Regions from separate parts of the Zea mays genome. Here regions 1 and 3 are each linked to region 2. A link is a contact called in public Hi-C data. All regions are on one chromosome and are shown on one strand. Each heading gives the region's core, a stretch centred on a gene start, on an enhancer-like site or on the middle of the called end of the contact. The rest is flanking DNA. Distances are from core to core; before and after follow the strand shown.

Evidence for each region. Hi-C and Micro-C count contacts between places; a contact is called where the count stands out from the background.
Region 1: a Hi-C map of leaf shows a contact between it and region 2, with 10 times the contacts expected there. The contact joins the promoter of LOC100281948 here to the promoter of LOC100275503 in region 2. A contact is called at or near these places in 21 of 25 Hi-C or Micro-C datasets (bundle sheath, ear, endosperm and 5 more) and 1 of 3 datasets of contacts at active chromatin or transcription factors (leaf).
Region 3: a contact with region 2 is called in a Hi-C map of ear, with 2.0 times the contacts expected there. The contact joins the promoter of LOC100280755 here to the promoter of LOC100275503 in region 2. A contact is called at or near these places in 5 of 25 Hi-C or Micro-C datasets (ear, endosperm, leaf and 1 more).

Annotation. Positions count from the first base shown.
Region 1 is chr3:209,459,027-209,463,305 of Zm-B73-REFERENCE-NAM-5.0, forward strand. LOC100281948 reads right to left here and starts at 1,434. Exons shown (of 4, transcript NM_001154866.1): 1 at 1,189-1,434; 2 at 909-1,038; 3 at 540-655; 4 at 1-273. The coding sequence starts at 1,321.
Region 2 is chr3:209,590,047-209,593,831 of Zm-B73-REFERENCE-NAM-5.0, forward strand. It overlaps LOC100275503, which reads left to right and starts at 2,173. Exons shown (of 7, transcript NM_001155093.2): 1 at 2,173-2,374; 2 at 2,501-2,598; 3 at 2,694-2,724. The coding sequence starts at 2,249. LOC103651273 (protein IQ-DOMAIN 1) reads left to right here. Exons shown (of 4, transcript NM_001362605.1): 4 at 1-587. The coding sequence ends at 491.
Region 3 is chr3:209,434,981-209,438,780 of Zm-B73-REFERENCE-NAM-5.0, forward strand. LOC100280755 (acid phosphatase) reads right to left here and starts at 1,772. Exons shown (of 10, transcript NM_001153676.1): 1 at 1,342-1,772; 2 at 750-844; 3 at 576-643; 4 at 434-468; 5 at 271-348; 6 at 13-166. The coding sequence starts at 1,643.

The DNA of each region.
Region 1 (4,279 bases), core at 184-2,683, 130 kb before region 2:
GGCACTGCTTGACGAACTCCCCCTCGACGGCGGCGGCGTACTGGAGAGCGGCCGCGCCGCCGGGGAGGAAGAGCGTCTGGGAGCCGAAGTCCGCCGCCCACGCCGCCGCGGGGTCGACGTGCGCCATGGAAGGAGAAGGCTGCGTCGTCGTCACGCCCACTGCTTGCGCCGCCGCTGCTGACGCGCTGTCCGCCCCGTTCAGCGGCGCGCATCCGGCGGCCGCGAGGTCCTGTGCTCCGGCGGCTCCTCCATCCAGAATGTTGTAGTACAGGTCTGCAGCGAGCATTGCATTGCAGCAGAAGAAGCCGAGTTAGAGTTGTGTTTCCGTCGCATGCTCGATAAATTTGTGTCGTCGTCAGTCTGTGTTTCTTCAGGAGAGAAAAAAAAAACATCGGTGTCGTCGGTTTCTCTGATTAACTTTGTTCCCATCTCCGATGCAGGTAGATCGTAAAAGAGGAAACAGTAATATTAGAAGCCAAAAGATCTGACACCACAGTTCACATATACAGAGTCCTGCTGGGGGAGGGACGTGTCATTACCTGGGTGGAGGCTGCCCACGGCCTGGGAGATGAGCTTCTTCTTGATGGTGGAGTTCCAGAAGTTCTTCACCTCGTTGTCCGTTCTACCAGGCAGATGCTTGGCGATCTGGGCCCACCTGTGTGTGCAGTGGCACGCATTTTTAGCTAGCTGCATTTTCCATTCGCGTCTCTTTCCTTTGTCCCAAACTCCCAAGCAAGTTATTAAGGCGACATATGTGGGCGGCAGTTGCATGTAGAGATAAAGGAACAACTGCGTCATGCAGAGGGAAATTAAGCAGCAGAGTGGCATGCATGTATGCATAGCTGATTTGCGTGTAGTAGGGGCCGGCCGGCGGCGGCGGCGGCGACGGACGACCAAGGATTGATTACCTGTTCCCAAGCACCCTGTGGAGCTCGACGATGAGGGCCTCCTCCTGCTGCGAGAAGCTTCCCCTCTTCAGGTCCGGCCTCAGGTAGTTGATCCACCTCAGCCTGCAGCTCTTGCCGCACCGCTGCAGCCCTGCGTGAAAGCAAGCACACATGGTATGGTACGTAATCATGCATTGAACTGAACTGAACTGCTCCTTTTTTTTTCCCGCGCGCGCTGCTTCGGTGCATGAAATTAAACAATAACCACGACCTCGCACACAAATGTACATGTCTGTAGTACCTGCTTGCCTTGGGACTGAGCTCCAGCAACCATGGCCGTGCGCGGTGATGTACTTGACGAGCTTCTCGTCCTCCTCCGGCGACCACAAGCCCCTCCGGACCTTCTGCTTGTTGCAGCAGGAGTGGTGCCCCATCTCGTCGTCGTCGTCGCACTGAAGCCTAGCTATATCTCTTCTCACTAGCAGTGGCGCACCGCGCACTGCACACAGGAACGACGACGACGCAAACGGATTCAAGTGCCAGAAGCGCTCGAGCTTTCAGTGGCGCGTGGTTATAAAGAAGACGACGAGGGCCGGACCGGAAGGGGCGAGCGAGCAGCAGTACCGCGGCATGCCAAATGCATCCATGCAGTGGCTGCAATGCAAACGCACCCAGGGCCAGGGCTGGGCAGGCAGGGTAAAAGCACGGGCAGGAAAAGTCGGCCCAAACCTGTGCATGCAGTTGGAACCCTAAGCTTAGCTAGCTATGAGCCTAGGCGTGTGAGCAGGCATGTTACTGCACACGCTCTAGGTTGCCTCAAATGTGAGTGGCTGGACCGCCGAGGGCTTCATGCATGGCTAAGGGAGCTGGACGGAGGACGGGAGGAGGAGGAGGCCGGTTCGCGCCGGAGGGCACTCCGGTAATTAGTCTCGCGCCGCGGCGTTTCATTGGGACAAGACTTGTGGGACGGGGCTCACCGCCGATGCCTGGTTAGTTTTAGGAAACGTACCGGCCCATCCTGCATTCCTGTGCCGGCCGTGATCGAGTGAGAGAAAGAGAGTGAGAAATTTCACTGCTTTGTTTACCAGTACGTCCGCGGCGTAACTTTAACTGCTGCTTCAGCTTGCAATTGCAATGCAACTTTCTCCAAACTAGTACTAGTACATGGGTGGCAGTGCAGCTACCATTTAGACTAGTATGAATTCGCAGACCAAATGGTGACCGACCGATGCGTTCTCAATCTCATCTATATATGTGTGATTCATCTATCGCGTCTCTGTATTTGGATTCCATCTCGAGCCCTAGACAGTCCAGATGCTCTCTAGCACATTCATTGCTCTCACTTACCATACCATTACCATCTACAACCCGGGCGGGCGAGCGCGCTAGGAAGGACTTTCTATGGGCCGAGAGCAGATGGACGCCAAAATTTCTGCAATTTTATGGGCTTTGTATGATGGAATAAGCCTTAGGGTGATCCATGGCCCACAGGGACCACCTGTACCTCCGCTACGTACTGCACGTATGTCCCGTGAAAAAAATGTTCCTTACGTAGTGTTTGGTTGAGGAGTCAAGTAGAACGGAGTCGTTCCATCCCTGATTCTAGGAACGGAGTCGCTCTGTTCTGTGTTTGGTAATCTGGAACGGAGCGGTTCTGTTTTTTGTTTGGTTGCAGAGTGAACGGAACGGAGCGTGACTGTGAGAGCGGAATTGGAACAGAGTGGCTCCGTCCCATTGATTTTTTGGAGCGGAATGGTTCCAGATCTGAGGAGAATATTCCCTAATTGGAGTCATTCCGTTCTAGTTACTTTGTAACCAAACAACAACAAAACTGGGACAGAACGGTTCCGTTCTACTTGACTCTTCAACCAAACACTACCTTACTCTCTCCATTCATTCACGTGAGTTTGCCTTTCTAGATTTATTTTAAACCAAATTATTGAAACTTTGACCAACAATATATATAAGATTAAATTATTTTAAGCTAAAAGAACTACATATTATTATGATAGTTTAAGTAATGATGAATCTAGTAATTTTATTGTTATTAAAATCTTGTGGAACTTTTGATATAACCGGTTAGAATTGATAGTGACTGATTTAAGTCAAAACCAAAACGACAAATTTATGTGAACGAACGGAGGGAGTACGTATCAACCTGCGGATTTTATGATGCCCTATGTGTTGCGCGTATGAAAAATCATAAGCACGTACGTCCCACACCCGTTCCATTTTGTTGACAAAAGAAACCACGGTTTCCGGTGACGTACTAGCTATGGTATAGTTTTGCCGGAGACAAAAACAAGAAACAATAACTGCAAAGGTCATACATGCATGCACGTACCGACGTACGCACGTACCCGAGGACCTAATAGGGTAGCTTCCTTAAAAAAGACGGTATGGAAACTAAGTCGAGTAAGGGGTGGGGTATTTGATTTTTAGAGACTATTTTTGTCCCTTTATTTTATTCTATTTTAGTTACCAAATATGTAAATTTTAGTTTTCGTATTTAATAATTTAGAGACTAAAATTTAATAAAATAGATGGACTGAAAATTAGTTTCTAAAAACTAAACATCCTCTAAGTAGCTAGGTAGCCTTCTCTACGTATTCAGCAAAGTTTCGTAGAACAAAATAAGGATAAACGCATAGCTATATATACACACACACATTATGTATGGAAGATATGGGCCGGGAATGCCGCCGCGTGTAATCTCAATGATGTCACGTTTAGAGACAGTTCTTGGTCCATCCAGTATGTTCGTGCCGGTAATTTCTGGGGCTGAAACGAGATCTATCTCACTAAGAAGAAAAAAACTACAATAATAATGTGGAGTACTACTATACAATATTGAAAAAAAAATCGTCTACAGTATTTTTCAATGGGACCTTTCTTTGAAAGTCTACTCTAGAACCCTTTATGTCATGGAATTAAGAAGAATGTGTGTGAGATACAAAATTGACTAATTAATATAACTATAACGGATATCGTATTAATATTTAGGTGGTAGGGGCCCTGAAATTTGGAGACCCTGTGCACCCGAACCTCTTGCATGCCCTGCGCATGGGGCCTGGTTCTAAGCGTGTTTCTCGTGTTGGCTGATGTTCCAATGACATTAAGGACTTGTTCGTTTACGTCGGATTGCACTCGGAATCGTTCTAACTAATTAAAATTTATATAAATTAAAGAAACAATCCGGCTAGAAATCGTTCCAACCCATCGTTACGGTACAAAAGAACCAGACATAAGCGAGTGGTTTCCGGACCGGACGGACATGCCAGAACACGGTACCGGGCCTGCACAACAGCGGACACACACGCGCGCGCGCATGCATGCATGCGTACGTGGGCCACGCAGAGATCTACGTGCTCTTTTATAGGAAACGCGACAGA
Region 2 (3,785 bases), core at 923-3,422:
AGATGAACGCAGCCAGCTCAAAGCTCTCAGATGCAAGCTCAGTCAAAGTCAGAAGAAACAATATGACGACAAGGGTGGCAGCAGCTAGGCCGCCTCCTTCCACAATCTCAGCTTCTTCGTCAGATTTCGTTTGCGACGCCAGCTGCTCCCCATCGACTTCCTCCGTCACCCCAGCCGCCTCTGGCACCAGTTTCCTAACATCAGACAGAAGGTCTGATTACGGGCCGAACTACATGAACTGGACTAAATCTGCGAAAGCAAGGTTGAATGGTTCTGGCACAGCACATAGGCTACCGCTCCAAAGGCAACGATCTTCTGATCTGCACCACCGCATCAGCAGGATAGCGCTATCTTCGGCAGATGCTCAAAGCACCGCTGGATCGGAAGTTTCGGTTACTTCTAAGAGGCTGAACAGTCTGACTCTGAGAGGTCGAGGCGCTAGAAGAAGTTTGGACAGGAAGAACGATGACCAGCCTGTTGCCTTGTTTTAAATCCTACTAGTCATGTTTATTTTCATGACGCTATGCGCGTTAGGCATGTTCATGCTGACTTGTATGTATGCTCTGATTTCAATGCCTCGTTGCTCATTTTGGTACCGTCCACAATTCTGTCTGTGCCAACGCCGAACTGTTACTTTTGAGGGATCCAAACCGAAGTCGCGCGGGATGGTGATAACTTGTATGCAATGTACCTCCGTGTTGGTCCTGCTGGATCAGCACAACGAAACTGGCAATTGAATTCAAAGTTTCTTTCTTGAGGGAAAACATGTATATTTTGGAAAATGCACGTTATGTATTTCTCGTCCAAAACTTGTGCAACCATATTGTGATCAAAGTTAAGAAATTGGGAGCGATTAATTTAGTTCTTTACTCTATTGTAAATTATAAGATACTTTAGTATTTATATATTTAGGTAGAATTTGTTTGCATTGCGTCTAGTAGATATACATACTTATAAAATCAATGCATGTAAAAAAAGCAAGAACGTCGTGTAATCGAAGGAGCAGTTGCTTTGATGAAAATCGTTGGCTTGTTTAACTCCAACAGTCTGGTGGGGGAAATTTATGCTTCAGAAAGCATGATGCGTGCCAGAGTTTATAAAAGCACAGCTAGAGGACCCAATCTGCTCGATGCCATAGAATACGGTAAGAAATCAAGGAAGGAGAAGGAGATTTCGCATAGTGGTTGCAATCACTAATCAAGAGAACCCATTTAATCTGATACTCCTTTCATCCACCCCCAAGTTTATCTGGGTGTCGGTAGACGGCGACACATGTCTGCAGATCCACTCGCAGAATCCTCGAGGATCTCCCATGGTTAATACTGTAATGGCGCCTGTCCATCGAGTTTGGAGACAGAGGGCATCTACCACCTGGACTTAGATCCCGCAAAAGTACTCGGATTTGGAAGGTTCGCCGAGCTTTCCCCGATGCCGGTGGAGTTTGCGTCGGCCGGCGAGGCGGCGACCGCCCAGCACGTACGGTGTCGTCGCCCCAGACCTGTCCCGCCAACATCAACCAACCACAGCGTGTACGATGGCGTGGTTGGATGGAATGTTTGCTAGATCTTGTACAGCGGGCCACGTTTCACTATTTGGATAAGCTGCCGGTGTCGGGGCCAGAAGAGGCCGAGAAACACACGCACAGAGAGTCGTTGCGGTCAGCGGTAGCTTCGATGCAGCTGCAGCCTGCAGGCAGGCAGTTTTTGGTGATGAAGAACTGCATCGGATCAGTTTTTGCTCATGTCTAGGTTTTTCATCTTTCAATCGAATATAGACACAAAAATTAAGAACTAAAATAAATATTAATTTAGAACGGAGATTACGTATCATAGTTGGCACTTAATTCTCATCCCACAAAAAGGAACTATGAAATCTTCTGCTTGATGACAGTAGCCAACTGCACAACGGTTAACTACAAAGAATTAGTACTAGTCGCTAAATGGACGTAAGAATTTCCCTTCGAATGTTTTCACGCGTCGCCAATGCCACCATCACGTCACACAAAAGTTGGAAGGACTCAATTATGAGAGGAGGATACAGATTGCGGGGCCAATCTGCAAGAAACGCACCCTGACATATGGGCTCCCGTGATGCCATCTGGGGCCACTAGAGTTGACCGGCAAACTGATTACGCGATTATTTAACAGCACGATCGCGTGAGGACAGAAGCTCAGATGCCGCCTTCATTTGAAGCTCCCAAAGCCCAACACCTCTCCTAGCCTCCTTCCGTCCCGCCGCCACTCCCGTCATGGGCGATTCCGCGGCGGGCGCGCCGGAGCCGAGCAGGTTCGGCAGGATCTGCGTCTTCTGCGGCAGCAACCCCGGCAATCGCGCCGTCTACGGGGACGCAGCGCTCGACCTCGGCAAAGAGCTGGTAATGCGCCGCCCATGGCAAGGCTGCGCCCGCGGCCGCTTCCAAAGTTTCTGATTTGGCTCGATCGCTCGATCACGCCTGACGCTCCGTGGCCGGACGGGATTCTGCGGGTTCTCGCCTCTGCAGGTGGCGAAGGGGATCGATTTGGTCTACGGCGGCGGGAGCGTCGGGCTCATGGGCCTGATCGCGCAGACGGTCCTTGGTGGCGGCTGCAGTGTCCTCGGGTACCCACTTACCTTGCGCATCCTGGAGAATTCTGCTTCTGTTCGAACTCTGCAATCTGTCTAACGTGTGGCCTCTCTGTTTGATCCGTTTGCAGAGTGATTCCGAGAGCACTCATGCCGCTTGAGGTGTGTATTAAAATTATTAACTGTCCTTTTCTTCTGTTCTCTTCTTTGTGTGTACCATTGGTAATTCTACTAGTTATTACTCTGCTCTAGCGGCTAACTGGTTCACATTTCACAAGAGAGAATTATAATATCTAGCTAACTGCGAAACAACTCTCAGCTAAAAACTAGAATCTGGCTCGCGTTTGGTTTTGCACCTGCTTACAGCTGTTCCATTTGAAATCTATCCATGAATTCTGCCCTGGATGTTGGTTTCACATGATCTTGCTCTAGTATGTAGCAGCTCACGTAGTCCTATGTGCTCTCCAGGCCACCATTTGATTCGTAAGGTTTGTTGGCGCTGATTGATTCCCCTTTGCTTCTGGGGCTTAGCAATAGGTGAGTAGGTGATCACTAAGGAAATGGAACTAGGGCTTCGGGGAGGTGAATTGCAGACTGCCAGTTTAGATTTTAGGGCGATACAACTTGGAGTTTTAATGTTTACCACTGGGTGGGTTTAATTATAAGAATGTGCAACTTGCCAATAGGACATCTCAACTTGAGGGGGAAATAGTGTGAGAAATAAAAAAAAATTCCATTAGGCAGTAGATGATAGGTTACGGATGATTGCCTTTATCTATATGTAACTCCAAACTGAAGAGTTTTGAATGCGGCAAAGACAACTAGAGCTAGGAAAACAAACATGCTACTCTTTCTAGCTAGTCGCTCCAAAGTGAATCCAGAATCCTAGAGATCAATTTTATACATGTCCTGCCGTGAAAGCTATAGCCATATATCTGAAGAATGGAGCTGCGAGAGATCTGAAACTATGACCTACTTTTAGTACTGTGTCTAAAAAGAAAAAACTCTACCTGCGGGGTAAGACAACTTCCAGACATTAATATTAAAAATGAAACATTCTCACGACAGGTTAAGAAAACCTTTGAACCACTGCACCATCTATATATATAGTGGCATTGTAGGCTATGTGAGAACACGATCGCGACCGGAGCCAGGCCATAGACTTGTGCTTTGGTGTGGGATATCCGAGATTTTTTAACCACAATCTAAAATTCGCTCCCATG
Region 3 (3,800 bases), core at 522-3,021, 160 kb before region 2:
TGAGAAAATGACCTTAATTGCAGATGGTGCACTTGGAACTCCAATATTCAATAGGCATCCTCTGAGGAAAGTTCCTTTCTCAATGTCATCCAAGGCAGCATTTATCAATGGTAAGCATGCCTGAGCTGCATCCTTGAAGTCGCTGTCTTTGGTTTCATCCTTCTTCCTAGTCACATAAACCCATCACGTATTGTTGTTGTCATGGACCAATCACATTAATGATGTATGAAAATTAGAAATATAAATTCAATACAGGTAGAAGCATCTCACCAATTCAATGAGATTGCAATTGAAGGCACCCCATACACTAAGGCCTCCCTTGCAGCAGCAATGGCAGAAGAGTGAAACCTACAGAGTTCCCAAATGAATCAATAATACAGTAGAAAATGGACAATAAATGATCATTTCTGAAATAAGAGCATACATCTCATACCCACAGTTTGGTCCTGTGTTGATACCGCTGATCACCTGTATAAACAAAAATAAATTTATTATTTTCCAAACCACAAATCGAAATATACTCAAGATAGTAACATTTGAGGATCCAATCCCAGAAAAATAAACAAGCGCGATACCAAAGCAGGAGACGACCAAGGAAACAACCTCCCAGATAAGGCCAACGAGACACAGTCAACCGGCGTGCCTAAGTTTGCAATGAACAAAGCCAGCAAAGATAAAATATTAGGACCACCGGGCTCAGGAACGTGTGACCCGAATTGTGCAGAATTGAATGAACCAATGGGTCTCACCTGATATCTCAAAAGCTTTAGCACCTGTGAAATCCACCGATGTCGCAGTGATGGTTTCACGGATGGTAATTGAGTAGCCACAGGCTGGCTTGTCCCTTCAAATAAACAAATGGTTCCAAATCAGTTCGGTTCCACAATCACAGGAAAACGCCAACAAAATTACTAATGTCACCAAACAGGGCGTCCCAAACCCAAACCCGCGGGCTACTTACTCCTCATTTTTTTGTTTGTTTTGTACAATGGAATGAGTTGATCCATCAACATTTCATTCCTCATATGCTAATAATTCGTAATAATATCAGAAATAAGCACCAAATTTATGGAATAGACTTTAATGTACCACTTCATCTAGAATGGATTGATTCATCAAACCAAACACACCATGAGTCTCCCAACAAATCCAATCGGCTGTCTCTACAGCGGAATAGCGGATGCGCTGCAGGATTCTACGGTACAAAATAGAGAAAGCACAGCCACAGCCTGCAGCGGCGGCGGCCGTTTAGCCCAGTCGATCAGGGCCAACATTCTGCGATCATGAGAGCAATGCAAGGTGGACATTAACGCGTCTGGATTTTCGGATTGCAGCACGTACGATTCGGGAGCACACACGTGGACGTCGCAGCGGGCGCCGGTAACGAGGGCGTCGACGAGCGCCGCAAGACCCGCGGACCGGATCCCCCCGGCACAGGTCAGCAGCACGATGGGCCTCGCCGGCGCCCCATCTCCAGAGGGGGCATCCTCGGGAGCCGAGGCTTCAGCCTCGCCGGCTGCGGCGGCGGTGCTGACCTCGGCCGCGGCCGGGCGGCGGGCGGCAAGCACAGACTCGAGGTTGGAGACGAGCGCGGACGGGAGCGGGTTGCGCTTCGGAGCGTCTTCGCCGGAAGTCGACTCCATCGGCCTCGTCCCCGGAGAGGTTATTTGCCGCCTCGCGTCGTCAGGGATGGCTGGGCAGAAGAGGCGAAGAGGGCAGGAGAGAGGGAGAGAGAGAGGGATGTACGGAGGGAGGAAGGAAGGAAGCGCCGGTGTTGACGGGGACGATTGGACGAAGGTGGGAATGGACTGAAATAGCCAAATGGGCTGGGCGCGCGTTCTTTTTAAGCCTCGTTCGTTTGTCCCGGATCCATCCAGGAACCAATCCAATTGACCAAAACCTATATAAATTAGGCAAACAAATCAGCTAGGAACTATTCCAGGTGATGGTTCCGTAAGAACCGAACGGGCCCTTATGGATTTCAAGGCCGGACCGCCGGACCCGCTTCGTTTGGTTATGGTTGGATTAAGATGAAATTAAATTTGTATTCCAATTCCAATCTATCTTAATGTATGTGAATTGAGGTGAATAACACCCAAATATATGTGAATTGAGGTTGTATGTAGGGTGAGTATCATTTTCTGCCTGCACAGATTTGGGGAATATGCGGTTGTGTCGTCATTTGATGATTAGTCGTTCATTTGGAACTTGATGAAACCTAAACCACTGTCACCGAAGGTATCCTATGATTTGGGGAATTGCAGTGTTTGAAACAGAGTAAAGAAGTAGAGGTCGCGGCACTTCACAGTTGGGATAAAATGCGTCTTACGAGATGTGAAATCCACGCTCGAAATGCTTTGGAAAAACAATAAATAAATAAATAAATACATATGTAGGTTGTTTGTGGGCATGCACATTAGTCCTGAGACCAAATTCAACTTGCATTTACAAACATGTCCCCGTTCCAGCATTTACGACACGACGTTTGGTTCGTCGGCAAGCTAGACGGCAACGCTGACGCAGCATCCGAAAATAAAATATATACATTCGTGTACTCGTTCGTCAAAATAATTAAAGTATAGGATGCTATATCGTTTGGTACGCCCGATGGCAGAATAATGGAGAGTACTACTGGTACGTACGTGGGGGCGCACGCATGTACTGTATGTACCGATCGGTTGTATCTGCGCCCGGATCGCATAATAAAATTGGGATCCGAAGGCCAGCGACGACGGTGGTGGCGCCGGCCGGCCGCCGGGCCAGGGCATCGCCATGTGATGACTGATGAGCATGAGCCCCCTTCTGGGCGAGCCAGCATGCAGCAGCACCGCGCGACAGCTAGCTAGCGGCCGGGGCCGTTGAGTAGGAGTCGATCTGTCTGACGTCGGCACGTCGCCGCTGTCTGACGTCGGATACAGTACCGGCCGCGCGCGATGGATAGTCTCCGCCAGGAATTGAAGGCGGGCAGCCGGCGCGGCGCGGGCGCTAGAGGCACAACCGAAGCCGATCGATCGCGTTGACGCGTTCGCGTCGGGCGCGCCGTTGGCTCGTTCCAATGCCGCCCGAGCCGCCGCCGCCGCATGCAGGACCAGGCATGCACGGTCGGCGGCTTTTGGGGCACGGGCCTAATCCACTCGCCACGCGCGGTCTGCTGATTTCTACGATACAGGTGCCATGCACGCATGACGCGTCAAAAGGTGCCAAGTTAACGCGCGCGTAAAAAGAGCGAGCCGATTCACAGTTACCGCACACATGCATGCATGCTGAATGGATGAGATTTGACGAAACTTTACAGTATACCGTTCAAACGTCCCACTGGGATGGGAACACGAACATGGGACCATCTTGCTCTCTTTTGCTTTCAGTCCTGTCCTCGTGTTCTCTTTTACTTCGTCACCCCCTCGAGCTGCTGCTGGTGGCCTGGTGCCGCACGTTCAATAATGAGGCTTGGCCAGCATTATCATGTCTGTACTGCAGCCTGTACTCCTCGCGTTGTACAGCTGGGAGTTAACACTCCCGGAGCATTACGAAGATTTCTGCACAGTTATCGCATGTACCGTAACGTACGAAATTTCATCGGTTTATCTTTTTTTTCCACAGGCCAGAGAACACACAAGCTGTTAAAGTGTTAACCACGGCCACGGGTGCCTTGTTTGGAGCTAGCTAGGCCGACCGGTGCAACTATAGCCAATTAAACAGTGGAACCTAGCTGGGCTACGGATCCGAGACATGGCGCATGCACACGTCACATCCACCCTTGAAAGCAGCCAACGCCGAGACCTGATCGACCTACAGGCTGC